7 separate regions of the Mus musculus genome follow, and all the other regions are linked to region 1. A link is a contact called in public Hi-C, HiCAR-type and promoter capture Hi-C data. All regions are on one chromosome and are shown on one strand. Each heading gives the region's core, a stretch centred on a gene start, on an enhancer-like site or on the middle of the called end of the contact. The rest is flanking DNA. Distances are from core to core; before and after follow the strand shown. Region 1 holds the start of Gtpbp8 (GTP-binding protein 8 (putative)). Region 2 holds the start of Abhd10 (abhydrolase domain containing 10). Region 3 holds the start of Tagln3 (transgelin 3). Region 4 holds the start of BC016579 (cDNA sequence, BC016579). Region 5 holds the start of Qtrt2 (queuine tRNA-ribosyltransferase accessory subunit 2). Region 6 holds the start of Cd200 (CD200 antigen). Region 7 holds the start of Atp6v1a (ATPase, H+ transporting, lysosomal V1 subunit A).

What was found. Promoter capture Hi-C pulls out the DNA fragments that hold promoters and counts their contacts. A called contact is a pair of places that touch in the nucleus more often than the background predicts. HiCAR-type assays count read pairs that join an accessible place to other places. Capture Hi-C pulls out chosen DNA fragments and counts their contacts.
Region 2: a contact with region 1 is called in a promoter capture Hi-C map of liver, with 4 times the contacts expected there. The contact joins the promoter of Abhd10 here to the promoter of Gtpbp8 in region 1. A contact is called at or near these places in 7 of 39 promoter capture datasets (the 3T3-L1 cell line, 3T3-L1-derived adipocytes, the C10 cell line and 4 more), 2 of 115 datasets of contacts at active chromatin or transcription factors (the 230-238 cell line and astrocytes) and 2 of 9 other capture datasets (adipose tissue and liver).
Region 3: a contact with region 1 is called in a HiCAR-type map of astrocytes, with 4 times the contacts expected there. The contact joins the promoter of Tagln3 here to the promoter of Gtpbp8 in region 1. A contact is called at or near these places in 3 of 39 promoter capture datasets (the C10 cell line, cranial neural crest and hippocampal neurons), 5 of 115 datasets of contacts at active chromatin or transcription factors (the 230-238 cell line, astrocytes, embryonic forebrain and 2 more) and 1 of 9 other capture datasets (adipose tissue).
Region 4: a promoter capture Hi-C map of hippocampal neurons shows a contact between it and region 1, with 5 times the contacts expected there. The contact joins the promoter of BC016579 here to the promoter of Gtpbp8 in region 1. A contact is called at or near these places in 6 of 39 promoter capture datasets (the C10 cell line, the SN4741 cell line, cranial neural crest and 3 more) and 1 of 115 datasets of contacts at active chromatin or transcription factors (forebrain).
Region 5: a contact with region 1 is called in a promoter capture Hi-C map of liver, with 4 times the contacts expected there. The contact joins the promoter of Qtrt2 here to the promoter of Gtpbp8 in region 1. A contact is called at or near these places in 3 of 39 promoter capture datasets (the C10 cell line, liver and pre-B cells).
Region 6: a contact with region 1 is called in a Hi-C map of cerebral cortex, with 2.9 times the contacts expected there. The contact joins the promoter of Cd200 here to the promoter of Gtpbp8 in region 1. A contact is called at or near these places in 5 of 39 promoter capture datasets (the C10 cell line, embryonic stem cells, hippocampal neurons and 2 more), 3 of 484 Hi-C or Micro-C datasets (cerebral cortex and cortical neurons) and 2 of 115 datasets of contacts at active chromatin or transcription factors (astrocytes and embryonic forebrain).
Region 7: a promoter capture Hi-C map of erythroid cells shows a contact between it and region 1, with 4 times the contacts expected there. The contact joins the promoter of Atp6v1a here to the promoter of Gtpbp8 in region 1. A contact is called at or near these places in 3 of 39 promoter capture datasets (cranial neural crest, erythroid cells and maxillary cranial neural crest), 2 of 484 Hi-C or Micro-C datasets (both in embryonic stem cells), 2 of 115 datasets of contacts at active chromatin or transcription factors (bone marrow-derived dendritic cells and effector CD8 T cells) and 1 of 9 other capture datasets (adipose tissue).

The regions. Positions count from the first base shown.
Region 1 is chr16:44,744,501-44,748,565 of GRCm38.p6, reverse strand. It overlaps Gtpbp8 (GTP-binding protein 8 (putative)), which reads left to right and starts at 2,203. Exons shown (of 6, transcript NM_025332.3): 1 at 2,203-2,567; 2 at 3,073-3,171. The coding sequence starts at 2,229.
Region 2 is chr16:45,740,757-45,744,821 of GRCm38.p6, reverse strand. It overlaps Abhd10 (abhydrolase domain containing 10), which reads left to right and starts at 1,867. Exons shown (of 5, transcript NM_172511.4): 1 at 1,867-2,045. The coding sequence starts at 1,931.
Region 3 is chr16:45,722,680-45,726,744 of GRCm38.p6, reverse strand. It overlaps Tagln3 (transgelin 3), which reads left to right and starts at 2,214. Exons shown (of 4, transcript NM_019754.3): 1 at 2,214-2,618; 2 at 3,648-3,822. The coding sequence starts at 2,439.
Region 4 is chr16:45,652,407-45,656,471 of GRCm38.p6, reverse strand. It overlaps BC016579 (cDNA sequence, BC016579), which reads left to right and starts at 2,354. Exons shown (of 6, transcript NM_145389.2): 1 at 2,354-2,571. The coding sequence starts at 2,431. Tmprss7 (transmembrane serine protease 7) reads left to right here. Exons shown (of 18, transcript NM_172455.3): 18 at 1-155. The coding sequence ends at 64.
Region 5 is chr16:43,887,533-43,891,597 of GRCm38.p6, reverse strand. It overlaps Qtrt2 (queuine tRNA-ribosyltransferase accessory subunit 2), which reads left to right and starts at 1,922. Exons shown (of 9, transcript NM_001356329.1): 1 at 1,922-2,031. It overlaps Ccdc191 (coiled-coil domain containing 191), which reads right to left and starts at 1,696. Exons shown (of 16, transcript NM_027801.1): 1 at 1,560-1,696. The coding sequence starts at 1,607.
Region 6 is chr16:45,407,379-45,411,443 of GRCm38.p6, reverse strand. Cd200 (CD200 antigen) reads left to right here and starts at 2,391. Exons shown (of 6, transcript NM_010818.3): 1 at 2,391-2,588. The coding sequence starts at 2,577.
Region 7 is chr16:44,137,165-44,141,229 of GRCm38.p6, reverse strand. It overlaps Atp6v1a (ATPase, H+ transporting, lysosomal V1 subunit A), which reads left to right and starts at 1,971. Exons shown (of 15, transcript NM_007508.6): 1 at 1,971-2,268. Naa50 (N(alpha)-acetyltransferase 50, NatE catalytic subunit) reads right to left here and starts at 1,439. Exons shown (of 5, transcript NM_001347239.1): 1 at 1,119-1,439. The coding sequence starts at 1,126.

The DNA.
Region 1 (4,065 bases), core at 954-3,453:
TACCCTCTCAACTCCCCTCCCCATTTCCCATGCCCTGAATAAACTCTATTCTATACTTAACAAAAACCAAAAACACTTGATCTCTGTGAGTTCTGAACTTGCTGACTCTCTGATATCCATGATTCTGTCTACCTGCCTCGGCCTTACAATGCTTACCTTCTTCTTGGATCAGATGGAATCCCTAAACTTGATACCTACTGGATTTACATCGTTCAGGGTCATTTGGAATCAGTCATTCGTTTCAGAGACAGACAACAATGGAAAAATAACTGTGATGATCTGTAAGAATGGCAAAATCTCTTCACTGATCTACCAACCTTCTTCCTGTTCTTATCAGCTAAGCCTGGCAGAATATAGTCACAGCACTTCAGTCACTTGAATTTTAGTGAAAAATCTTAGCTCTAAATCTGGGTGTGGTAGTACATCACTCTGAAGGCTCAGACAGAATGATCACGAATTTGAGGCCAGTCTGACCTATGTAATAGACTCTGTCTCAAAAGCAAACCAACTCAAACAAACAAACAAGTGCCTATAAGGATTATATACAAAGTGTGTAATACCTGTCTACATCATACTAAATTTTTTTATGTGTTAACTCTGTGATGAACTGCTTCAGTTCTCAAAATCAAAGCCACTTCTTCTGAAGGATGATCACAAACAGCCCAACTAGGAAAGAAACAAGGCGTGTAATAATATCTGGAAGTGAAGCATTCCAGACAGGCATATGCAGCAACACAGGGGCATATTTGCTTCTTACATCAGTGGGCTACGTTACATTTGAGACTAGAAGATGTTGGGGATTTTCACTTGCATTTTAACAGGATCATGTTTGCCATTACATTGGGAATATACCTGAAGGAGAAACAAGCAATGATACACAGCTAGATTTTGGAAGCTATGCCAATAATCTAGGTGAGAGACAAGGAGGACTGGGAACACGATGCTAATGTTAGGGTCTGAGAACCCCCAGAGAATGAGACCCCAGACTCAAATAATATGCAACAGCAAAGAGCGTCTTTCAGCAGAATTCGGCATGCAAAGGTCGCTCCATTTAAGAATGGAGACACCAGTGTGTGCTCTGCAGGGTCAGTTTAAAGCCTGTTAGGGTGGCAGTGGGTGTCTTTTATCTTTTGTTTTTTCTTGATTAGTTGGCTCTATCTCCAGGGATATGAGTCCTTTGTGATTTGTTAGGGCTCTGGGGACTTTCCAAGGTGGTAAGGCACCCTTGGATTGGCTGTCTGCAGCTGTGGTTGGATGGCCATGGGCTCCTGAATCTGGGTCCTCATTTCTGGGAAACAGAAATAGGCCTAGACTCCCAAACTGCCAGTTTACAGCCTGTCATGGAGTCAACCTGGCTCTGGCTCTTTGATCTTCTGCCTACAGTAGAGACTAGGGAAGAGTTTGATTACAAGTGTCCATGGAAAACACAGCATATGTTGACTCTAAAGTTTATGTGCCTGCTATATGCAGATGCTTTAAAAAGAAAATAATGGAGTGACAGGGCACGGAATGATTAAATGCTTGTGGTGGTTTAAATGAGAATGGCTCCCATGAGCCATTTGAATAGTTGCTCCCGAGTTTAGGGAACTGTTTGGAAAGGGTTGGAAAGTGGGGCCTTGTAGGATTAGAAGGTATGACTGTATTGGAGGAAGGGGGTGTGTATTTGGGGGCTTCAAAGGACTCCAGTTGTTCCCAGTTCTGTTTCTGGTTTATGGATCTTTGTCAGTTCTCAACTGCTGCTCCAACGCTCTGCCTGTCAGAGAGATACCGTCCCTTCTCTGAAAACGAGTTGCAATTCCAACCACATTTCTCACCAGCTTATTTAATTTTGCAAACGTGTTTTTCTCGGTGACGTGAACTTATGATAAATGTCAATCGACGATAAAACGACCGGAAACAGAAGGCAAAGCGGGCTTGGAATCCACTAGTTTGTCCCTATGGTTCCTTCCCTTGAGACTCAAAGATCACAGGACAAGGTAAGTTTTTCGCATCTGGAAACCGCTGAAGACCAGAACACGCCAATCTGATACATAGTTGGTAAAGCCAAGGTGTTAAAGAAAGTCAGTGGGGTTTCCCCCTTTCTGCCCGGAGGTGGTGAGAAGCTTGAGCAGGTGAGGAGACCCTAGAAAACTACAATTCCCAGCAGGCGCTGCGGCAGCGAGCTTTCTGTCTGGCGCTGTCCAGACCCTACTAATAAAATCCAGTCGCGAGGATTCTGGGAGAGGAAAATGGCAGCGGCTAGGTTGAGTCATAGAATGGGAAGGCTCCTTGAGAAAGCGCCAGCACTGGGGCCTTGGACCCGGGTTTACAGCACGTCCCCTGCCTTCGCAGAAGTGCTAAGGCTGCCACAGAAACAGCTAACGAAGGTAGTGTACCCGCTGCGGGAACTGGGGCAGCACCTCGCCGCGGACTCGGGGCCTGGCCTTATCGAACAGAGACTCTTCGACCCGAGCCTGGAGGACATCGGGCGGGCGGAGAGCATCTTTGAGGCCACCGCCCGGAACCGCATCGAGTACCTCAGCTCCGCCGTCCGCCTCGACCACGCCCCGAGTTTGCAGCAGCCGGAGGTGAGGTTGACCGCCGGGTCTACTGTAGGTGCGAGAGCCTGAGTCGGCCTGTGCTCATTTCCTGTCACCCAGCGAGAGAGCTCGTAACAGCAAAAGAAAACACTCCGTGTGGATGCGCCACTCGTGTGCGGTGCCCGTGGAGGACCGCAGTGAGCCGCAGTGTGGGTGCTGGGAATCCAACTCCGGTGTTCCGGAAGAGCCGCCCGTGCTTTTATATTTTCATTTTAGTTTATGTGGGTTTGCCTGCATGTATGTCTGTGTACCACATGCCTGTTGCCTTCAGAACCCAGAAAAAGACATCAGTGCTCGCTGGAACGGGAGTTTCAGGCAGTTGGGAGCAGCCATACGTGCTGGCTGGGACTTGAACTACAATCCTCTGGCAGCAAGCGCACCTAACCATTGAGCCACGTCTCCAACCCCGAAAGTACAACATGTAATAAATAAGCCACTGTTCAGCCCTGAGAATACTAAGTACTCCATTCTCCCTACCTCTCTCTCATACTAGGTGTGTTTCATAGGCCGAAGCAATGTTGGAAAATCCTCTTTGATAAAGGCCTTATTTTCCCTGGCCCCTGATGTAGAAGTCAGGATCTCAAAAAAACCGGTATGCTGGGTATCTCTTGAATTTATAAAATGAGACCTAAGTATTGGCAGATGCAAGAGATCATAATTGCTAAGTTCCTAGAGAAGAATTTTTTTAAAAAATATGTAATAAGGTAAGACATCATTAATGTCTGTATATTCTCTGAGAAAAACAAAAGTATAGCTGAATTGATTTTAGTAGTCTTGCCAATATCTAAAGGAAAGCATTGTTGTTCTAAATTTTTCCTTAGTTGACAAAGTTAAGTATTTTATTGCTGTTTTCTTCTATAATAATGAATGTCTAGTTCTACATTGGTTGTAGGGAAAAAAGGGTTTAAGTTGCTTTGTCCTCTATATTCTTGTGTATATTCCAGATGTGTGTATTCTTTTACCCAAGGCCACTCTGTGCCTTTCTTCACAGATAGCTCTGATCTTCTGCCCTTCTGCTATCCTCTCCTTCTTCTCCTTCCTTTTCATTGATGCAGCCAACTGGTACCTAAAAGAACCTTTTCCGAAATCTCACCGCTGGCCCCACTTACCTTAGTGTCCATCTGACAAAACACTTCCACCAGCTGTGACCCTCACTGTTTCACCCGCGAAAGTTTAAGCCCTTTCATGAAGCTAGCTTTCTCCTTCCCACTTCATGGAGTAGCGTCTCTGGTTTCATCACAGGGATTCCATCCTTCACCACTCTTCCTCCTCACCACAGAAGCCAGCTAAACGGTGAATTCTAGACAGAACGAATCCCACTCTTGTATAAGAGAATGATAGAGAAGGTGTATTCTTTTCATTCTCAAATACACAACTCTAAAAACACTTTCTAACAGACAAAGACGCTAACCAAGAACTTAATCATCGCTTACGAAAAGCCCTCTCCTTTGATATTTTATACCAAACAATTGACTCTAGTTTGTCT
Region 2 (4,065 bases), core at 618-3,117, 1.0 Mb before region 1:
CGCGTCTGTCTCACGGTGCCTGCCCTTTGCTCTTGTCTTTGGCACCAACAACTGTTCCCGCGAATCTCTAAAAGGACAGTACCCAAGTTTCCTTCTGTTGTTGTAATAAATGGCATGACCAAAGGCAACTGTACGGGGGAAAGAGTTTATTTGGCTTACTGGTAAATATTCATCACTGAGGAGAGACAAGGCAGAAATTCACCACAGAAGCTTGAAGCAGAGACCACCAAGGAATATTGCTCACTAACTTGTTTCCAGGCTCACAGCCACTGACATTTTATACAATCCAGGCCCGCAGAGGGCTAGGACCACCTACATCAATCAGCAATCAAGAAAATGCCCCCCACAGACGTGCCTCCAGGCCAATCTTATGGGTGTAGACAATTGTCCAATTAAAAATCCTTCCTTCCTAGGTCCTCAATCTGACAAAACAAACTGAGACAAATAAAGTGGTTTTACATAAAAACATATATTTTTTTCACAAAGTACAGAAATTTCAAGCAGAATAGACAAGATAAAGTCCTATACTTAGTGAGACTTGAGGCTGCCAAAATTATTTTGAAAGATGTCAGAATCCAGAGACCCTAGTATCACAATTAATTGAATTATTTTCTATTGCCATTGATTCACCCCCTTCCCTGCCATTCCCCCACCCCCTTGTTAAAAAACAACAACAACAACAACAACAACAACAACAACAAAACGGTGCTATTGAAGGTAACACAGAGCCTTATGAACTCCTGTTTGAAGGGACTCTAGCCACCTTGAGCATGGCAAACATGTCTCTGGAAGGCCTGGTCCTTCTCTCTCATTTCCTCTGCCTTGCTAGAAACTGTAGCCCCCAAGGTCTATTCCCTTATTTGGTCACTTCCTGCTAAACCTAGTCCAGAAATCAAAGTATTTAAGTCCAGCAATCAAAAGCCCCCTTGTGGCTGTCCTAACTAACCTGTCCAATTAAACACCTCATCCGTACATGGGGTTCACCCTTTAACCTTTATAAACAGCCATATTCCTATGAGCCATGTCTGTCTCCTGTCGATTCAGAGGCAGTCCTATGTGCCCCCTCCCCCAACAAAAAAACCCTTCCTCCTCTCTTCTTTCCTCCTTCTTCTCCCTCCTCCCCATTTCTAGTCTTTGTCTTTTGCTCTCTGCCCTTTGTGTCTCTGGGGCAAATCTCCTTTTTGTGCTGGGAATTTGGTCTTGGGATGTCTTGCGCCAATATTTAGAATAGTCATAAAGGGCATGATAGTTCAAAGCGTACTGAAAATTGTGTGTATTATAATAACATGGCCAGATTGCCTGACAAAAGACTTTAGATAGTTACCCATCAAGCAACCATATGTGAATGAGTGTTTTCAGTAATTTTGCCTGTGGCTGCTCCTTTGAATTTTCAGCAATCTGGTGAGTGGGAAAATGTTTGGGAGAGATCAAAGAATGTTGATGCGACTCCAATGATGTGACTTTAAGATTAAGGTCGCCTCTTGGAAACCTTTCCCCCATAGCTGAAATGGAGTCATAGGGAATGAATGGGTAAGGCAAGAAGCCTAGCAATTTTTGTCCCAGGTCTTTGGTTTCTCTGGATGATAACACGGTTTCCCATCTATGCACGCTCAATTTGACCCTGGCTCCTCTCCGACATTTCCGCAGCTTACTGCGAAAAATACCGGCCAAGGCCGCCCAATGTCACAAGCCAAATGCCCTTTGGGGGAGACAGAACAACCCAGTAGAGACAGCAGTACCCCAGACAGCACCTTTGCGCATGCGTCTCCGCGCCCGGGGGCGGGGGGGGGAGGAGGTGAACAAATCCCACGTGATGCTTGTAAGCAACCCCCACCCCCACCCCACCCCGCTCCCCGCGGACTGCGCGTGCGTGACCTCGGGACCGCGCGACCTGCGCGCGTCTGTAGCGGGCGCAGGGGCAGCTGGGAAGATGGCGGCCTGGGCCCCTTGTCGGAGGTGGGGCTGGGCGGCTGTGTCCTTCGGCCGGCACCCGGGCCTGAGCGCGTCACTAGCTCGGAAGCCCCCACGGGCATGGTGGCTCTCAGGTTAGTGTACGGAAGGTGGGGCACTGGGGCTCTTTGGAAGGCCCGGCGACCGTCCAGTGCCCGTCTGGAGCCGGCTTGGCGCGCCATTTAAAACTGCTCTGGCTGTCTCGGCACTGAACGCTGCTGGGCAAGGCTAGGGGAGTCTGCTTTTCTGCTGAGGCCCTGCGGCGTTCTTGGAAGTCCTTGTTAGCGGTTACACTGCGATTTAAGGAGTTCCTACGTCCTCTGAATCAAACGTCAAGAGCAGAAAGAAAAAAAATAAGATGTGCATTTAATGTGTTTGGTTATTAGCTGCTCCTAGAGCTTTTCATATGGATATATGTCAAGTGGTTAGCCTTGCCTGTCATGGACTTGAGGAAACAAAGTATGTATGTATATACATGTAAATGCTGTCTTTAGACCTAATATCTGATTGTTCTTGTTTAAAGAATTGGAGTTACTCTACAATGGAAGCTAAAATGTGGATCAGTAGTATTACATGCGTAGAATACATGATTTGTGTACATGTATAGTTATCCTTAAATAACATCCTTGGTGTCCTCTTCACATCTTGCCACACAGCTATTAGATAGCTACATAGTGCTTGGAATACTAATGCCATTATATAACAAGTTTAGTTTTTTCAAGTATGTAATCGGTTTAACTTAACACTGTACATACACACACACAAGTATGTCAGTTCGATAACAAGAGTAAAATATATTTTTAAATTTCTTTAACAGTATTCATTGACAATATATGCATCAGGCTTTCAGCTAATCTATATTATATAAAGATGATTTATAGATTGAAGGTTGGATCTGTTGTTTTATAGCTAACAAACATCACTTCAGAGTAACTGCCTGAAATGAAATTTATTTGTTGGGAGGTAATGTCTGAAAGGGGATAAAAGGATACTTTGAGTATATAATTAAAGAAATGGAAAATGAACATTAATATTGATACAATCTATTGACCAGTAAACTGATCCCCTGTAGCCTTGTTTTAAATCCAGTTTTAAACTTGGCACATTTTTCCAGAGACTAAAACCTTGAATCTGTTTGACACAAACAAGGGATAACTTTAAAGCATTTGATTCTTTGTGTGTGTTTGGGGTCGGGGGTATGGATTGTTGATGTTTGTGAGACAGGGTTTCACTACATAGCCTCTGTCTTTCCTACAACTCATTGTACAAAACAAGGTGACCTGGAAATGGTAGTGGCCCCCCCGCCTGTGGCTCTTGTGTGTGTGGTTATTGGGGTGCACTGTCAGACTCTCTACTCATTATTTTTTTTCTCGAAAATAAACTGGACAGATTAAAAATGGGAAAAAATCTTAGCAGTACACATGGGAGAGACCCAGGCGCTTTCATTAGCAAGATGAAGGGCTAGTAAGACTGCTTAATCTTTTTCTTTTTTAAATAAAGGACTAGCAAAGATGGATCAGCAAAGTAAGCCCTGTAAGGTTCCCCATTTGTCCTGCCATATGTAAATAGTTCTAAGGTATATATGTGTTCCATTTACCAAAAGCCAGCCAACAGAAGTAAACGCACCAGTTAGAGAGCTGTTTGAGAAGTGTATTTCCAAGAATGATACTTGATCCAAACTTATCTTTAAAGGAGCGCGGCCTTCTGAAACTCCACATGCTGGAAATGATGGTGCTTTGTTGCCAGTCGCTTGCCCTTCCTGGGGACGATTGCTCAATGGTGATCTGGTCATAAACAGCGCAGCACTGTGGACATCCTTCCCTCTTGGCTGCCTACGCTGACGACTGATGAGGGTTTTACCTCTGCTTCCCAAAGCCTGGGGTTGCAGGTGCCTAAGACCTTGCCAAAATTATTAGAAATAATTTGGTAAAGAGGAAAGAAAGAAACAAAAACACACATACATTTCTTTTCCCCTACTCATCTGGTCAAAGTAAAAGACATGAAATTCCTGAAACATTGTTAAAACAAGAAAGAAATCTCAGGGGAAAAGCTGAAAGTGATGTATTTAAATCTAAATGTTAATTGCTACTGTTTAGGATAATCCCATGGTGCCAA
Region 3 (4,065 bases), core at 965-3,464, 980 kb before region 1:
TGTGTGCATCTTCATGAATTCATGTGCCCACGTGCTTTTAAGTGCCAGAGGAGACCAAAAAATGGCGTTGAATCCCAGGAACTAGAGTTTCTTGAGTTATGACAGAAATAGAATATAGAGACTACATCTAGAAAAATGCAGGCAAGTTTCTAAGGTAAATATATATTTTAGGGAGCATGATACTTCCCATTTTACCTTGTTTATACTGGTATATTCAGGGGTTTACTGAGAGGTTTGCTTTCTTCCATCAATTAATGAAGCTCACTGGGTCTTCATTCGTAGCCTTCAGCATCTCTTCGCAGCCCTTGACTCAGCCCATCCCTCTTACTCCAGGAGGTTGGTCCCTACGGTCCCTGCCATGACAGTGCTTTGCCTGTGCATTATTGATAGAATTTACTGCCTTGAAATCCTCTGCTGATGCTCCAATCTCTTTCTTTAAAGCACTTTTGAGTTTGAACTTGTTTTTATGGCATCATTTATTTATCCCCAAACAGCTCGGACTTGGTGCCTGAATTCCTCAGGGCCTCCGCCCTCCCCCCCACCCCCGCCCAACTTGTAATGTTAATTTTCCTTTAGTTCTGGCCTTGATGGTCTTTTCATGTTACTTGCTTGAGTAACGTCACCCAGGTTCATGGTTTTAACTCCTACCTACCAAGCAGATGACTCAAGTTTCTACCCATTAGATGATTCTCCTGAGCGCCAGACTTATAAAACAGTCGCCCAATGATCTCAGACAGTAGCAGGACCAACTTTTATTACCTCTGTCCTTTGTATACCACCCTACCTGTGAGTTCTTCTGCAGTAAAGTAGCACCACTATTAATTCAGCTACATCAGTCAGATGAGTGAGTCTCTTGCCTTTTATCCAGTGATGATCTGGTGGTTTTCTTTCTCCTGAAAATATTCGAATTCCCTTGCATGGCAAATTAGTGTGAGGTTGGTAAGTGCCTAATAACTGGCTTTTTACTGCTGGCACTTGCCACCATCCTTGGGATATGGATTCTCATCAGGACCAGATTCAAACTTCCGCTGTGGCATCTCTGAAAGCAATGTGGCGAAGAAAGCCCAGGACCATACAATTATACAGTGTTTATCTTCTGTAGAGACTTGAATACAAATATCTTCAAGAATATAAATTATTGGGAAGTGTAACAAAAATAAAGAGCAATTCATTTTGGATACTTCATCTTTGTCACTTTTACTTATGTAACCCAGTAACTAAAGATGACAGAATTTACAAACTGACCCTTAAAATTACTGAAAACTCTAACCTCAAACCCTTGCAAAGCAGTGTTTTATTACCTGGAGCCAGTCTGACGTTCCAGTCTCAGTTTACTTGCTGATTCTAAGACTTTTTCACCTTTTAAAAAAATACTAATTTAAAATATTTATTTTATATTCATGAACGTTTTACTTGCATGAATATCTGTGCACTGAATGCAACCTACCAAAACTTTTAGGGTACGGAGAGACTTCTGTTTAATTAGAAAATTTGTCTTATATATTTTATTTTAAAGTAACATTTATAAGACTTATCCCTTGAATAGAGCCAAACCAAGCCCAGAGGTTTTCTACGGGTTGGAAGTTTCTGGATGGAACTGCCTTGACAGCTTAAGTAAACGGTTGCAGCTTCCAGTGTCACCCCCATCCCGACCCCATCCTGTCCTGTAACAACTGTCCCTTCAGTGCAAGGTTAAAGTGGTTTGGCTATTCCTGGCAGATGGGCACTTAGCAGAATGGACCCTCCCAGAGGCCCAAGTCCCCTCAGGCAGCTGTGTGGGGCCTCAGATACAATGCTGGGTTTCCCAGAGGAGAAGAAAGGATTGTGCGGCAGAGAAAGAAGCTCCCAGCGGGAGGCAGGCGGTCTGGCCTGTCTAGGAGAGGGCTGGTTTTGGGGCGCTCTTAGCAACAGCCCTGGTTTGACCCTCCTTAGCCGTGAGAAAATCAAATCCAGGGCGCCTTGCTTCCAATCTCCTGCACCATCCGCGGCGTAATGTTGAGACATCCTTTCTCCCGCCTGTTAATTACCTGCTCTGGGCATCTCTAGCAAAGTGCTGCTGAGAGCGGAAGCAAGCAACCATCGCCCACCACCCACCGTCTGTCTGGGGGCTTATGCTCACGAATGAGTCCCATGTACATCATCCGGTCTGCCTGACAGGCAGGACTGAGAAAGGGGGGTTCCAGCCCCCCGTGGGCTGGCCAGGGCTTTATTCTAGAGTCCAGAGCGGCGCGTGGCTGCGCTTTTCTTTCCCGTTTGTAGGTGAAACCCCATTGGCTTCATTGGCTCCTTGATTTTAAACCACGCCCGGCTTTCTGCCCGCTTTGCTGCTGCTGGGTTCGGCCTCCCTGCCACATCCCAGCCGGGTTCTCAGGAAACCCGGGGGCTCCTGTGGCTGCTATTGTGTGGATGCCGCGTGTGTCCTCTCTTCTCTTCCAGAGATGGCTAACAGGGGTCCGAGCTATGGCTTAAGCCGAGAGGTGCAGGAGAAGATTGAGCAGAAGTATGACGCGGATCTGGAGAACAAGCTGGTGGACTGGATCATCCTGCAGTGTGCTGAGGATATAGAGCACCCGCCCCCGGGCAGGGCCCATTTTCAGAAATGGTTGATGGACGGGACGGTAAGGCGGGCAAGGATATTGGTTGTTGGGGCGCTGGGCAGGGAAACCCTGCTAGGGCCTTTTCTTTCCATGTGAGGCCCGGGGAGATCCCCTGTTGCCAAGGTCTGGGTCTCACCGGGAGAGATGAGCATGCCTTTATTTCTCCAGGGCTGGCTGCAATTCTGAGGGCTCTCTGCACAATTTCCTAGCTAGTTTAGAGGATTCTCCACCTATATGAGACTCAAGCTTCCTTCTGAGCTGTAAGCAAAACTGGAGCCCTTTTGATGTTTCCATTCAGAGTAGGGCTAAGCGCTGCTGCTGTGTGATCTCCTTAGCCTTCTTGGGCTGTTCTTACCCCCAAGGGAACCAGCTGGTTACACGGTGAAACAAAGGAAGGGGGTCAGGCTAGCCAACTTGTCATCCTCCATGGAAGCTGTATCCCTTGGAGGTGCTCAGGATCTCTTGAGCAGATGAGTTCCCCTGAACAGGAAGGGAATCCTTATGTGATAAGTGCCTTTCTGTCCAGATACTGTGTGTTTGGGTTCCAGGAGGACAGCTGAGCTAAGTCAAAGAAGCCCATCTTTTCTGGCAAGCTGTGATTTACTGTTACATAACTGCTATCCCACCTATTTGTTGGGCATCGTAGGGCTTGGCTTCTAAGAGTCTCTGAGAAGACCCAATTCAGTTCTTTGACGCATCACAAACTTAGATAGGATGAGTTAGTGAAAACAGCAGATCCCAGAGAGCAGATCAGAATCCTCCCGGTTCCCCGTGAGCCTCCAATGCATCCTCCATTAAGAATGGGAGATCATGTCCTCATCATCCAGGATTTTCAAGGAGGGAACTAGGTTCTGGCTGCAAGATTGTGGTCAGCTATTGTCTGTGAATGGGCTCCCTGGGGGTCTTCTGTGGTGTGGGTGTGTGTCTGTGTGTGTGTGTGTGTGTGTGTGTGTGTGTGTGTGTGTGTAGATGCACCACTCACTTCTGACCTGTGACATTTATTGCAAAGGGAAACACACTAACCCTCTGTCCCCCACACTCCCTTTTTAGGTCCTGTGCAAGCTGATAAACAGTTTATATCCACCAGGGCAAGAACCCATCCCCAAGATCTCAGAGTCAAAGATGGCTTTTAAGCAGATGGAGCAAATCTCTCAGTTCCTGAAAGCTGCCGAGGTCTATGGTGTCAGGACCACTGACATTTTTCAAACAGTGGATCTCTGGGAAGGTAAACTGCCCTCCTGGCTTTAGGTCTGTCTCCCCTGGACTCTTGTCCCAGTACCTCTTCTTTTCTCTGTCCTCTATTTGCAAAAGCCACTTACACAGGGATTCCCTGTGCTGCTTGGGGGAGGGGAAGTGTGTTCTCAGCTGTCATCCCAGGGACAGTGCTGGCCTTCCTGTTTGTGATGCTTTCTGGGTAGGGGTCCTGTCGTACAGAAGGACACATATTGAGGCTAGGGCAAGAACCTCA
Region 4 (4,065 bases), core at 1,105-3,604, 910 kb before region 1:
TGTCTACACAAGGGTGTCAAGCTTTGTTCCCTGGATTCATAAGTATGTCCCTTCTCTTTTGTAACTGTAACAGATGGATTGTTAACTGTGACTTATATGAGGATAGATCCTTGAAAAAGAATGTAAGTATTATCAATAAAATTAATCATTTTTTCAACTGAAAGTGTCAGATTGAGCACATAACTAATATTCATTGTAAGGCAGACAAATTAATATATATTCCATAAAAGTCCCCAAGGATATAATGATATTAATTCAAAAATATCAAAATGTTACTGACTCATGGATGGAAGAAAACTAAAGTAATGGCACAAACCAAGTCTCTAAAATAAAGTGAGAACTTAGAGAGATAGGTGTTCTTCCTCTGTGTTCCAATGCAAGAAGAGACATTTACAAGGATTGAGACAAACATGGCACATAGTAAGATATCTCTGGGAAGCCATACCTGACTGTCAGCATTATCACAAAACTCAATGCACAAAACAAAGGCACCTCATAAATGGAAATTTAGCAAAACTCAGTAACTGGCAGAGGAGGTAGCAAATGTGTTGGTTTCCAATGCAATTTGATCTGTCGGCATCAAGATGGATCATGGGTGCACAGCATCATGTTGCCTACAAAGAAACTGACCCACCCCACACAAAACTCAGGGTTTCCAATCTTCACTAAGCGACAGAAAGCAGAATGGTAAGAGGTGGACTGAGGCATACCTCTGAGCTCTTGGTCACACAGGTGGCCAGCAGTGAAAGGCCAGATGCATTTTGGGTGAGTGTTCTGAAAGTCAAACTTTTCAGGTATGCTATCTCCTGGCTTCTGGTTGTTTTTGTAAAATTTAAAGGGCCAAGATTTCAATTTGTTCTCAAAGCCTCGTAATGCATGGTTTGAATAGCTGTAAGTCTATAGTACTTGCTCAGCCCATCCCAGTTCTTGATTTATCTTAATTTAGAGAGTGTCTCACTCCATATTAGAACCGTATTTTTCCTGTCAGAGGGCAGAGTTAACCGTAGCACCAAACAAGTAAAATGGGATGAAAAAGAATTTCAAAGGAGAAATAGTAACACTATATTAAACAGGACTCAGAGCACTGCACAGAACTGTAGAGAAAGTAGAATTGAAAGGACAGAGAACAGGAAATGTTATTTTCCAAATTAGTAAAAGTGATTGGCAAATTATGACTACCCTGTGATAATGAGTATTTCCAGTTCATAGTACTTAGTTCAATTTTCTAAAAACACTTTCTTTGGGATTAAGGATAAACATCACAATAACAGCATCTCTCTGGTGACTGGTGATAAAACCCAGGGGTAGGGCCATATACCTGGGCTGAGCCCCTAGCACTGCAAAGAAAAGAGATATTTCCAAATATTTCTGGAATCCTCAAACTGGTCTTAATAACTATCTATGTGAGAGGAAGGAAATGGGGAGAGGATGGTGGTTCTGAAAAGAAGGTTTAGCTAGAGGCAAGATCTTTGGACCAATACCCAATACACACTTTGCTTTGCAAACGTAATTCCCGGCTCACTAAGCCAGTTCTGAGCTGTGCATGGGGTGTGGAAGGCATTGTATGCTTCCTGACACATGGGCCTTTTCTTCAGGTGCGGTGTTCATGACCCCTCCTCTCAAAGATAAACAATAATCAGTAAATCAGTAATGTTTATGAATTTTTGCTTCTGCGAGTCACTGTCTTCTGTGCTGAGAAACACAAGCGTATGAAGAACTCACACAGTGCCGATTGCCCTTACTAGTCTAAGGGATACTGATACTGCCCCTGTGCCTGAATCAGGAGGGGCGTGGCTGCTCCTTTCAATGGAGAGCAAAGCCATAGAGGTAGAGGTAGTGTATGAAAATTACTTCGGGGCTGTGTATTATTCATCTTCGTGTGTTCGGAATCAAGCATGCTGCCTGGCACACGGAAGATGATTCATAGCTGTTTGTTGATTTGGTAGATGAGCCCTCGCTAGACAGTGAGTACTGGAGTAAGTTTCAGCATCACACTGGTCCAGGTAGAAGGCTGGAAAGTTTCCGGAACCGCACCCTCCCCCGTCCCCCAACACCCTCCCCACCCAACCCTGCCTATCCCTTCCTTGCCACAGTCCAGCTTGCAATCAGGCCCTGTGAGCTTCTGCGGTCTGCATCCACACGGAAAGGCATTGCAGCTAGCACCCTGAACAAACCTGAAAAACAGCCGGTCCCACTTGCATCTACCTTTCCTGAGCAAGGTCAGCTAACCAAAGCCGGAGTGCTTCCACTCTCTCTGGCTTCGCCCCTCCCCTCCAGGTCCGCCACCGCAGGCCTATCTGGCGCCGCCCGAGGTCTACCTGCCGCGCCTGGTGGGTGGAGTGTGAGCTGAGTAGTCTCCCTGTGCTGGACTCTGCACCCTTAGGTGCTAGAGTCTTGCCTCTCAGCGGAGCCTCCGTCTTCGGCGCTGCCATGGAAGAAGGGTCCAGATCCCAATCGCCCCGGGAAGAGCTGGAGCTCTCGATGCTGGACGGGCCTCAGGAAGAGCTGACACCTCTCAACAATGACCTTCGGATCCAGCCTAACTCCGCTGAGGACCCTAGCCCAGCCCAGGTAAGGACTTAGGGTTCTGGCGTGACAGCAGGGAAGGGGCCTGGCACCACTTAAAGGCTCCAAAGCGTCCTTCCAGCGCCCAGGACACGCAAAGAAGGGGAGGTTAAAGAAAGCAAGAACTTTTGGAATTTCTTAGATCAGACCCCTCCATTATGAGACTCGGACCTCGCCTAGAGACTTCAGGAATCCTGTAGAGGGGCGTGGCTGCTCCTTTCAATGGAGAGCAAAGCCTTAGAGGTAGAGGTGCTGTTTGAAAATTATGTAACTTTTAACTTGTTTTTCTTTCCCAAATAAAAATAGAGTGATGGATTGAATCATATTGTCTCTCTCCCCGTTCGCTTCTCCGCTTTCTCTCTCTCCCCTTTCTCCCTTCCAGCACCCCACCACCACCTCTAGGGGCGTGCAATCCACTGTCTCCTACCTTTAACCAGCCCTATGTCCTCCGCGCCCTCCCCCCACCTTCAAACACATTTTGTTATCTCCCACTTTGGCCACTGCTTCCTCCAGAAGAAAAGCAGGCAAAGAACACGAGGAGGAAAGAGCTGCTGCGTCCAGACTGAGGGTTGTGAACTGTTGTGAACTTGCCAGCTTAGTACAAGGGAAATACTTTCTAAGTTCTACCTAAGAACTAGCCTCACTGTCTTTTCATCTCTGAGGAAGTCCTTAAGGGTGTGTAGGTTGAACCCTTCTCTGATATCATAACATTACTCACAGATCAAATACTTGTAAAACATCAGAGAGTTTGAATGCTGAGCCACCTGTCTTCTCATCAACTCCAAAGGTTTACTTGAGTTTTACTGGGCACACTCAATTTTCTGGACGCATTGTTTTAGCCTGGTTTTTCTCACCCCACTCCACCCCCATCCCTCTTGGGCTCAAGTTCTGACTTTAGTAGAATTCAAAGCTCGAAAACATTACTCTTGGTCCACTGTGATTCCTGAAAACACTGTGTGGCAATGCCTTATTTTATGAGTACCCTGGAGTCTAAGTTGGCACCTTCTGTTTGTATGAAATAAGACCACAGATGAGTGAAAATCGGAAGGTAATGCCTGAAGGCCAGTGCAAGAAGCCATAATCAGGAACTTTCTGTATGATTCTCCAGGGCAGAGCCTGGGCAGGAGAATTAGAAATACTTACCTCAAGTTAGTCAGGCCCAGTACATCCCCAAAGATTGAGACATTCTCCAGGGGGGAAAAAGTGTTTGAGCCCAGAGACGCTGTGAAACAATCTTAATGTCATATGCTCCATTTATGTGAAACAATGTTAATACCATATGCTCCGTTTAGGCCCTGAGAGCCCTAGAGAACAGTTGAGAACACGCCAAATCCATACCAGGTATCAGAATCTTACATTTGCGTAGCACCTGCTTTGTAAAGAATAGGCTTCAGTGTCCTAGTGACTTCCTTGTTAGTCAGACGTATGTAGATGTGCCAGACTTCCTTGTAATTTGGCGTTGTAGGTGTCTAAATAGGAAAATTTCAATAACTGATAGAA
Region 5 (4,065 bases), core at 673-3,172, 860 kb after region 1:
ACGAAACAAATTAATCTCTACCCAGATCAGTCAGCTATTAACCTGAACTGAGAAATGGAGACCACAGGGAGCCTCCTCTGTTCTCTGACATCCAGAAGCTCACAGAACTCTAACAGCCACTGAGTAAGCAAGGGGATTTGCTTTGCAAAAATATTCGGGGTTTGTTTTTTTTTTTTTTTAAAACAACGGGACAAGAAACCAATCAACTGGCACAAGAAAGTTGCTGTAAAGGGTATAATATCCTCCCTCACTTACCTAACACTTCACCTTCATCTCACCTTACACACAATTAATGCAGCTGTTCTGTCTAAATAACTGTCATGGCAACAAAGAAAGAGCTGATCTTATTCAAACACAGTTGAATTTCAAGGCGCTCATGGATTTTACTTTATCCTCTAGACAGTAATAATGAGCACTATCAGGGGGGAAAAATCCCTCTTTTTGTAGTTCTAAGTTGTCCCAATTTTTTTTTTTTTTTTTTTTTTGCCTTGCATCATCAAATCTATATTCATATGCTATTTCGGGCCCCATCTATTATGCAATGGAGCAACCTCAGTTTCCACTCACTAATGCTCTGGCCTGTGCCCTCTGGTATCTGGAGCATGGTTTTCACTAAGCGGAATGTGCCCTGTGCACACAGCTGCTATATTTAGGATAACCCACAAGAATGATTACCTGGGGCCCCCACAAAAGCCACTCGTCTAAGAGGATTTTTTTTTCTTTTTACAGGAAAGTAAAACTGAAAGGTAAGAGCAGCTGGTGAAACTGCTCTGCTGCTGAAAGCTGAAGCCCCTCCATTTCAATACTCTCCTTTACATTTAAAGCATCTATTTTTGTGACTGTTAAGAGGTATTCTGGAAGGCACACTTGGTGTGGCTGTGACTTTGCATGGCTGTGACTTTTGTAATGTTCCAAGTTTTAAATGGTGTCTCTTTTATTTTTAATTACCCCCCACCCCCACCCCAATTCTTCCTCAACCTCCTGATGCCTTTAGGTGCTAATACACAGAAGAGGTAAGAGATACAGGGAGGCTCTAACTTTGAATGCTCGTGAAATTTAGAGATAACCATATGGATAAAGTATTGAGATACAACCATCTGGACTTCTGGGTTCATTTTAGATACCTTGTGTAAAACTGGAAAGGGAAAGATATAAGGGATAACGTCAGAGAATTTCGTGTGATGATTTTTTTTTTCCTTTTAAAGACCCCTTAACTCAGATTTGAAGGGGGCAGAAGAAAATGTGCGGAAAGTTTCCTAAAATTGGTGGCAGAGTAAGGATTAGGGGCAAATTCCCCTCACCATGATGGACACTAGGAGACCTCTCCATAGATAGAAATAATCCTTACAGGATGCAGCCCATCACAGTAGTGAGTACACAGACCCTTTGGCTCCTTAAATCACGCTACCTAGGGCTGTGCAGGCTCTAGGGTAGCCAAGGCCAGGTAAGGATGCCCCCGGGGGAAGAGTGAGGAAGCGCAGGGCGGGAAGCGGCTGGCTTCAGGACTGTGTGGCGCCTAGGGCCGGCCCATGTTCCTCAAAGCTCCCGACTGGGATCACCTTGAGATTCAGCTTCCTTGATAACCGTTTCCAGCGACTCAGCTCCATCTTCTTCTTTGAGGCGGACCCTCCCTGGGGCGCCAGCAGCACGTTTTGCACTCTCGGGCCTAGACTTCGGCCACAACAGAGACAACTGCGCCTCCTCCCAGACTGCTTTCAGGTGGTTCTGGGAGTTGTAGTTCTGCCACCTAGCAGCTAGACAGGGGTCAGACATTCCGGAACTACTACTCCCAGGAGGCGTTGCGCGGGAAGCTTGCTTTCACGCTGTTACTATGGCATCGGCGGAGGTCACTGGGCTTCTTTAGCAGGGCCTTTGCGTAATTCTGGCGCTTGGTGATGACGCAGAAATTCCGGATTGGCTCTGCGGCGGAGACCGTGGTTTAGTGGGCCAAGGGTTCTACGAGTCGGAACACGTGTTATCTCTTGCGAAGAGTTTAAGGGTCCTGAGGGTGCGGAGTTGTGTTATCAACCGGTGAGTGTTCCTTTTCCTTGTTGAGGGAGGGTGAATAGCGCCCACTTTTTTTTTTTTTTTATTGCGTTGCAGTCTTGTTCCCACCTCGTCATTACTTGGTTTCTTGTTGGTCTAGGCTTTTGCCAGCTCCGAGTCTCCCAGTGTGATTGCCAGTTACAGTTCAGAAAGAAAAGGACCTCCGTTCTCCTGGCCTCTGCCAGAGAATGAGCTTCTCAGCTGCAAGTTTTTCTGAGTTTAGCAGTTACTTGGGAAGCTATACGAATAGGAAAGTCTAGGGCTCCTGGGATGGCTAATGGAACTAAGGGAAAATTGAATCTAAATAGCCATGCCTGGATGTTGTCATGAACAGCCCACTGAAGGCGTGTGTGCTTTCAAGGCAGGGCAGAAATTCAGAACTGGAGCTTTGGACCCGGCCACTTGTTGGCAATTCAGCTTACTTACTGGCAAAATGGGATTGTACCTAAACCCTGGGAGTATTGTAATGATTGAAAAAGCAACGTGTGTAAAACATTCTGCCAGGGAATCTAAACCAAACTATAAACTGGTGGAAATATGATAAGGAAAGCTGTGCCCCATAGACCTAGCACCTGCCCTCTAACTTGAGTGTGAACCAGTAAGAACATTGTTGAATGGGCTGTGTTACGTTCAGACTTTCCGCTGTCTCAATGGTAGTTAGTTCTTTTGGAAGAGTTAGTTTCATGGCGATTTTTTGGAAGGTGTGCCTATTTTTTCCTGAATGAAAAGCAGAGTTCAGAGAAGTGCATATAATACAGTGTGTGTCCATTTTTGGAGAACAAGTGTGTTTAAATGTTTGGATGAGTCTGGAGAAAGGCTGTCAATTTGGAGAAGATGGCTTAGAGGTAGAGGGGCAAGATGGGAAAAGAACAATTACACTGTAGCAAAATGGGAACTATCACAGTTAATATGGAAACATTGTATTTGACAAATTTCAGTTTCTTTTAAGCCACTAGCCTATATTATAGCCTCTAAAACTAATACATCTATAATTCCAGTAACAACTCTGCCAGTTACTACTGGTAACTGTCTTAGTCACTGTTCTGTTGCTGTGAAGAGACACCATGACCAAAGCAACTGTTATAAAAGAAAACGTTTGATTGAGGGCTTGCTTACAGTTTTAGAGGTTTAGTCCATTATCATCACAGCAGGAAGCATGTTGGCATGCAGGCAGACGCCTGAGCAGTAGCTGAGAACTGCATTCTCATCCATAGGAACAAAGAGAATTGGCATGTACTTTTGAAACCTAAAAGCCAGTGACACATTTCCTCCAACAAGTCCATAACTCTTATCCTTCTAATCCTTTCAAATAGTACAACTCCCTGGTGACTAAGCATTCAAATATATGAGCCTGTGGGGGCCATTCTTACTCACACCCCACAGCGACTTTATTAGCTTCACTTGACTAGTTTATAAAATAAAGGTGAGTAGGGTCTGTGTTGTATTTGTTTTGAGGGTTAATGTAGTTAATGTATCAAGCATGGTAAGTACCCAATAAATGTAACTACTATGATTGTTAGGCCTTTCAATGGATGAAGTTACCATTTGCTTTTTTTGTTGTTGGGGTGGTGTCTCATTCTGTAGCCCTGTCTGGCCTGAAACACACTCTAGAGTCAGGCTGGCCTCAAACTTAACAGAGATTTGCCTGTCTCTCTGCCTCCCAGGTGATAGAATTAAATTATGTGCCAGCATTCTCTGCTGGATCCTTCCTTCCTCCTTTTCTTTGTTTCTTAAAGGTTTATTTTTCTTTTCTGTGTATGAATATTTTTGTGTACATGTATATATGTATACCACAAGTGTGCATGGTACCCTCAAGTGAGAATAGGAAACCCGATCTTCTAGAACTGGAGTTACAAGTGATTGTAAACTGCCATGTGCTGACTAGGGACCAGACCTGGTTCCTCTGCACCAATAGCAAGTTCTTTTAACCACCGAGCCAGTTCCCCAGACCTGCATCTTATATTTTTGATGTGCCTCATTGGGTTTATCTCTTTCTTATTTATTTTTTTAAACTTTCAT
Region 6 (4,065 bases), core at 1,142-3,641, 660 kb before region 1:
TTTCTTTTTTCCACAACATTTATTTATTTATTATTAGATATTTTCTTTATTTATATTTCAAATATTATCCCCTTTCCTGCTTTCCCCTTTGAAAACCTCCTATCCCATCCCCACCCCATAATCTTACTTTCTAATCAAGATTCCTTTCCATATAGGTCTGTGTGAATTATTTAATAGTTGATATATGCAAATTTTACACAATAATAGATTTAGTAGTTATTTGTGCTTTCATACATCTTGTAGCCTACATGTGGATTAATTTTTCCATTTATTAGAATATTTATTTTAAAAATTTTTGTTAGTCTGGATATAATACATAACCTAAGGATCCCGTGGTTCCCATGCCATTTTTCATTCTCTTATTGTATAACTCAGCTCTTGAAATCTACTGCTCAAACTTAAGAAGATTTAAGGCAAAACAATGCCTAGTAAAGTGTCATTTACATACCAATAAAATAACAAGAATAGAGAAAGCTTCAAGGAGAAAGATATTCAAAGGTACCCCAATAGAATGACTTGCACACACAAACACACGTCCTCATGCATACTTATGAAATGCCATCTATAAGAAAAGAGTATTGTTGGCACCAACATAAAAAATAACCTCCCATGGTTGCTCACATCTGTATTCCCAGTACTCGAGAGGCTAAGGTAGAGTATGTGTGCTATCTGGGCAGCAGAGAGTACTGAGAAGGAATAGGATGCAGTCAGAGGGAAGGGACTTGAGGAAGACCTTTGGTTTAGACTCTCTCCACATGTCTGTCTGTGGGTCTCTGAACCAGATTTTATCTGTTGCTGCCTCTCTGATGACAGCTGGTCAAGGCCCCAATCTATTAGTATAGCAGAATGTCATTAAGAATCATTCTTTTCTTCCTTCCATTTTTTCTTCTTCTTCTTCTCTCTCCCCCTTTCTCTCTCTCTCTTTCTTTCTTTCTTTCTTTCTTTTTCTTTCTTTCTTTCTCTCTCTCCCTCTTTCTCTCTCTCCCTCTCTCTCTTTCTTTCTTTCTTTCTTTCTCTTTTTCTTTCTGTCTTTCTCTCTCTTTCCTTCTTTCTTTCCCCAGCTGTGTTTGGTTCTACCCTAGGACTCTGGGCTTTCCATTATCTGGTTCTTGACCATCCAGGCAATATAGGTACAAGCTCTCTCTTATAGGGTGGGCCTCAAGTTAAACTAAACATTGGTTGGTCACTCCCTCACATTTTCTACTAAAATCTCATAGGCAGGACATATTGTGGGTAGAGGATTTAGAGGCAGGTTTAGTGTCCAGGTTTGTCTTTTCATGGTCTGTAGAATACCTTCTCACACCAGAGAGACTAGAGTCTAGAGTCCAAACCTCAGCTCTAGCCTCTCTATGTTCAGTGAGCTGAATGAAAGTTGACCTCAGCAATGGGTCCCACTGTCAGGTTTTAGAGGGTGACCTTCAGTTGTAGGTCCCAAGTCTCTCTCTCCTCTCTCTCTCTTTCTCGATCTCTCTCTCTCTCTCTCTCTCTCTCTCTCTCTCTCTCTCTCTCTCTCTCTCTCTCTCTCTCTGCTTTATACTTGTGATTGAAGATGTGATCTCTCTGGCAGCCTGGTACCATGCCTCCTGGTCACTTAGAGACTCTCCTCCTGTAGCTATAAGCCCAACAAATCTTTTTCCACAGGTTTCTACTCTAGTACAGAAACAGAAATGTCACCAATATAGTCAATCGTTTCTGTAAAGCTTTCATCAAGGAAAAACCTCAGTTCCAGGGCTTCCTGTGACTCATTTGATCTGTCCCTTGGTTCTCATCTGTTTTAAGGAATACTGCAGGACAATCTGATTAGCAGAAAGAAAGTGCTTTTGGGTTTTCAGGAAGTGTGTTCACAGGTAACTCTGAGCCCTTAGGACCTCTAAAGCTCTAGATGAGGTACCTGGTAACCACACACACACACACACACACACACACACACACACACACACTCGCACTGGCCTTTAATATAACAAATCGTAAAATAAAGTTTTCCTTTTTTTTTTCCCCCAGGGTGTCTGTATGAAGCTCCTTACCTTCCCCCTACACACACACACACACACACACACACACACACACACACTATTGTTCTGTTCTCCGTGTTTATCTTTTGCTGTACAGAACCACAGGATGCACCAGGTTTCTGACTCAAATTACTGTCCACTCAAGTTAGTTCCCACTCTGATTTTTCTGTATGGACTACGTCACCCTATACTGCCATTTGGCACGGGAGAGAGGCCAGTGATGGGAATGCAGACGAAACATGCATACACATGTAAAATAAGATAAATAAATCTAAAATGAAAAAAATATAGAGTGATTCTTTCACATTTTTGCTATATTACTCTAAAAGGCGAGAACCTGGCGGGGGCGGGGGCAGGGGCTAGGGATGAGGTTGTAGAGGGCGTGGTTGGTTGGTCGTCTCTTCCTCCACACTAGAGGAGCTGTAGAGTCTGCCTGTGCAGTGGAGGGGGCTCTCTCTACGGCGAATAGTAGTGTCCCTGCTCACAGGTGTTGCGGAGATATCCTCCATCGTGGAAGAGCTCAGACCCCGAGAAGCTGGTGTCTAGCTGCGGCCCAGAGCAAGGATGGGCAGTCTGGTGAGTGGAATCTGAGATGCGAAGGAGGGCGGAATGGGCGATCTGGAGCCGCGGCTCTCAGAAGCCAGTGGAGCCTGCGAGAAAAGCAAGGAAGCTGTTCTTTGGAGAAGTGGTATCCGGGGCTCGGAGCTCTGTAAGGAGGCACCGGCCGGAGAAAGCCCGGGGAACGCGTGTATCTAGGGTGGGCGGCTTTGCTCCTTGCTGCGATTCCATTGCGAAAACACGGCCTGAGCTCCATGGCTCCCAGAAGGGGAGGAGTAGCTCTTTGCGTCCCCTATGTTGGTCCTTAACCTGCAGCAGGGGTGTAGCCTAGTAATCTCGCTTGCTCTCTTTCTCACCCCCTCTCTTGCTGCATTTCTGCTCCTTGCCTAGGAAACCATGAAGCATCTAGCAGTACTGCAGCGAGCAAGCCACAGCTTAGTGGTCTTGTTAAATGCCAAGGTATTTAGAGGAGAGGCCGACATTTTGAGTCTTTGGTACTGTTTACAAGGCAGAAAATTTTAAAAGGAAGGGTGGTCATACGCCTTATTCTTTATACACACGGAATTGGTAGAATTGAATGCGAATCTAAACGCAATTAAACCCCAGGTACCACTTTTCATCAGGCTGACAAAGACCGACTTGTGTTACCTTTCTTAACAAAGAGGAATGTGGATCTGTCAGCTAGATGCTCTTAATGTTCAAACAAGGAATTGCTTTCTGTTTTACAAAGAATCGGAGAGAGAGGTTCTTTTTTTTCTCTCCAAGTCTCTGTGGCTGCAATGAAATAAGGTACAAAATCAGACCTAGAAAGAATAGGGGAATGGGGCTATGCACCTAGCAGCTGTGGAGTTGTCAGCTAAGACCCAGGAGCTAATGAACATCCACCTTCTTGATAAGAATTGTAGGAGGATTTTTTTTTTTGAATCTTCATGATTGGACTCTCTAGTTAATTCTTGATTGGTTAATCTTTTAGCATCCGTTAAATTCTGGGCACTGTCTTCAGGGTTTTAACCGTGGAATTGTCACCTCACACCTGTGATATTGCTGCAGCACTGACTTGCTGGGTTTGCAGTAGGCAAGCTCCTAGGATCTTTACCATTCAAAAATGCTATTTAATAAAGATTTTTGTATATTTGCATATGCACAATAAGATCTCTTGGGAGTGGGACTCCAGACTAAACAGGAAATTCATTCATTTTTCATGTAGGTCTCTCTCTCTCTCTCTCTCTCTCTCTCTCTCTCTCTCTCTCTCTCACACACACACACACACACACACACACACACACACACACACACACCCTCAGATAATGCCATGATTATACAGTTCCTCTTGATGACTATAACTATCACATGATGGCAGGTGTGGAATTTTTCATTATAACATTGTCAGTACTCAGAAGTTTCAGATATTGAAGCATTATGATTTTTCAGTTTCCCACCTATGTTTCATTTAACCCTGAGATTAGTACTGATGTCTTCCCCCCGCCCCGCCCCG
Region 7 (4,065 bases), core at 722-3,221, 610 kb after region 1:
AAAAACTAACATTTAAAGCAAACCAGAGTTTAGAAAAAATGTTTTCTATTTAGATTTAAAATCAAAACTTTCTCAGAATCATTTCAGAGGTATGGGACCTTCATTTTACACAGAACAAGCTTGTTTGGAGAAACGACTTACTTCGCTCTCCATAAAACGATGTTGAATAAACAACTAACTGAAACTGTAGTTATAATTTTCAGCTGACTTAGAAAGAAAAGACCGTTTAATATGTTTAAGCTTTCTTTTTTTTTCTTCTAATGACTGTAAGTAAAGGCAACCTCCAAAACTCGCGACGCTAAATACTGTAACAGTATATAAATCAATGGAAAGGAAATACTTCCTATCAAACGGGAACAGTTAAACCAAAATAACTTCTAATGTTACGGAAGATTTGCAAGATTAAACCTCAACTTTGCTAACGAAGAGCAAAAGCAGCAGCTCTCCTCCTTGCACTGGAGGGGGGGGGCAACACACACACACACACACACACACACACCACTGAAGCAATAGCTCCACCTACTGATCCATGGCTACTTCCTTAAACATTTTGGCACCCCAAAGTCTACACCGCTCCAGTTTATTCCCCCTCCCCTCCCGACCGCCCGCCTTCCTCCACTCGCTCTGACCCAACCCAAGTCCGTTGAGTCACTAGCTCCTAGCACTCATCCCCCGTGCTCTTTATTCCAATTCCTTTTCCCTCCAGAAGGTTCTGCACGGCCCACAAGTCTTAAGAAAACCCGCAACGTGTCAAAGCCCGCGGCCACAGCGCCGTTCCCGGATCTGGAGGAGCACCTTCAGGTGGCTCGGTGGTGCGCTCCCGGGAAGAGGCCCCCGGGCGCCTCATTCCTCCTCCCCGTGATCTCAGGCGGTGCACACACGTGAAACCGTGGACTCGCGCCCTTGCCTCCGTCGGCCCTTCAGCCCGCCAACAGCCGGCCTAGCCTCCGCCCCCCTCCGGGAGCCGCGGGACCGGGGAAGCCCGGCCATGACCCTCCGCCCGGGCTTCGCGCGCGTCTCTTCCCCGCAGCGCTCTCCCTGTCCATCGACCCACGCCCCTCTCCTGGGCCCCGGCCGCCGGGGTCCCCCCCACACCCCCGCCAGCTGCCCTTCCTCACCCTTTCATCTTCCCCGTCTGCTGAGGCCGTCGTTACAGCCGCCGCCAACGCCGTCGTCCTCGTCGCCCGGAGCTCTCCGCCCGCGCCCTGAGCTCAGACCACTCAACCCCACACGCCGGTCTTTTGGCTGAGAAGCCAAGCCAGGCCCTGAGGCTCCGGGAGACGCGGGGAAATCTGCCGCCGCGCTGCCGCCGCCGCCGCTCCTCCACACGTGCACTCGGGACACTCGGCTCCCGCCCGCAGCTGCCGCCAGCCAGACCCGCCGCCGCGCTGTGACCTTTCACCCCGCCCCTCAACGCGCCGGCGCGGCCGCCGCGTCGCGCGCAGGCGCAGTGCTCCGCGCCGCCAGGATTCCCCGCCCCCCGCTCTCCAGGGGCCGGGCCTACGGCCCGCTAGCTCCTCCCACCCTTTGCGACACTCTCTAGGGGATCTGGCTTGGTAGGCTCCGGCGGCAAAATCCGGATCTTTCCACCCTTCTCTCGCTTTCAAGCCAGCAGGATCAGCCTTTCCCGCCCCCCACCCCGATTCCTTTCTAGCCCTCCAGTGACCTTCAAACCCTCTGGCCGACTAATAGGGTTTTGTAAAACGGATTCTTCTCAATGTAAGAAAGCCCATGGGAACTTGCAGTAAATGTGTTTTAAATTCAAAAGGTAGTGATGGGTCCGGATAACTTGGCGATCCTCCAGCAGGCAAACCTCACAGGGTTTTTTTTTTTTTAAATCACGTGATAGGCTTAACGTCTTCCAGCCCAGGATTTTACTGGGGCCTTAGAGGCGGGACTCATGGCCATTTCCGGTCCCTAGAGCGTGACTTAGCGTCACTTCCTTAGCAATGCACTTTAACCCTTGCCATCCTCGTCTTCTGTACTGTAGTTTCTGTAACCCCCGTCATTGTAAAAAAAAAAAGAAAAAGAAAAGAAAAAGAAACTAACGCTTTTCTGAAGTCGCGGAACCATTCACATCCAAGGCGGTCCGCAAAGATTTAAGCCTGCGAGACGCGGCGTGACGGGCGAGGGGAAGCGGGGTGGGGCTTGAGGACACATGACTAGCTAGGACTGGCCCGCCTCCTGCAGCTGAAGACTTCCCCTCTCTCAGTGACAGAGCCTCTGGGTCCCGTCTAGGTACACTTTCTGCATTTCGAGCCCGGGCAGGTGAGGTGCGACAGGTAACTCGTGGCTGGTGGGGACGATTGACAGGGTGAGAGCAGATAGGGTGTGTGAATCGCGGCCTGCGGATGCTTGGGGCTCCCTTTCCGTTGTCCTCCTGCACGGGCGAGGAGCTCATTTCTGCTAGACCCCTGGCCCTTCACCATCACCGTGGTCCATTGACTAGGGATTATGATGCCCACCTTTTCCCTGGGTTGAGAGCGAGTACGGCCATTATGGTTCCCTATTTGGAGCCTTTGGGGCTGATTCAGGTGGTAGGATTGTGTTAGCTATTTCTTGGGGGTCTGCAACAACCGACGGATCCCATTCCCCTAAACTCCTTCCTTGGGAAAGGCCATGGCCCGGGTGATCCGGATGGTAGGAAAACCCCGGGAGGCAGAGGCGTCTCCGGTGAGACAGGCTTGGGAGGGGATGTCACTGAGATGGCCCTCACTGCAGAGTCACACTGAAGGGCTTTCCCCACAAATGTGCGTTCTCAGTGATCCTAAGGGTTTGCCGACATCCTTGCAGAGGTTCAGGGAGTCTTCAGATGAGACTGGAAGGGTAAGAGCGGGCCTTACACCTTTTTTTTCGGAGAGAAGGTGGTTGTACTCTCCTCAGAACAGGGTGTTGGTAATGCGACAGTCTCGGTTGGTTGGGAAGGTGATGAAAGGTGGTGTTGCCTTGTTGGGCTGGAGACCCAGACTAGCTTATGGGAAAGTGACGAGGTTTTCCCGAAGGGGAAGTAATTTTACGGAAACTGATCAGGCTGAAAACATCATTAATCCAAATCCATGTGTGTATAGTTTAAAGACTAGAAGATCGAGTCTAGACATTACTGACTTCATGTTTTCTGCCTGTGGGTCATTCCTTTTTGACATTTCTTTTAAGTCCTACATAATTGCCCTTCCCAGTCAGTTTAAAATTTGTGAAGTAATGCTTGTGCTCTTAATTCGCTTTTGCATTTGTTAAAAAATTCAAGTGACCCTTCTCAGACTTGAGAGTGCATAATATTTTGTGAAAATACAGAAATGGTTTTGCCTAGGGTTACCCAACCCTTTGTACTCCATTTTATGTGCACCGTAGTAGCCAATGTTTAAACCTCAAACAATGTACTTGACTGAAGGAATGTTCTTCAGTTTGGGGCTAAACTCTTTTATTTGTGCTACAAACTTAGAACGTTCCTTGTTTTGAAGCCGAAGGCCTTACAAAATCACAGATTTGACTTTTATAACCCAAATGATACATTTTCTTAGGGGAAATAAGATTTTCAGTTAAATCTTAGTTCTCTGCAATGTAATTGAGGAATCTGTTTTAAACTCTGCTGGGGGCTCGGGGATATGGTTCTTGCTTCCATGTAAGCTTGGTGTACTGGGTCCAACCCTCATACTAGAAAGAAAAAAAAATAGGAAAAAGATGGAATGATTATCTTACATTGATTGGTGCTCCCCCCCCCCCCTTTCCAGATTTTCTTATTTTTGAGAGCTAAAAGCTAAAACCTTAAACTCATAACGATTTAACAAGATAAAAAGACTGGCCTAAGCCAGTCGTAGTGGTGCATGCCTTTAATCCCAGCACTCGGGAGGCAGAGGCAGGCGGATTTCTGAGTTCGAGGCCAGCCTGGTCTACAAAGTGAGTTTCTGGACAGCCAGAGCTATATAGAGAAACCCTGTCTCAAAAAACCAAAACAAACAAACAAACAAAAAACAAAAAAGAAAGACTGGCCTATTTGATACTTTTTACTACAATATTGCCCAAGTGATTTTGCATTGCCCACATTACCGTTTGTGCTTGTGATCCAGA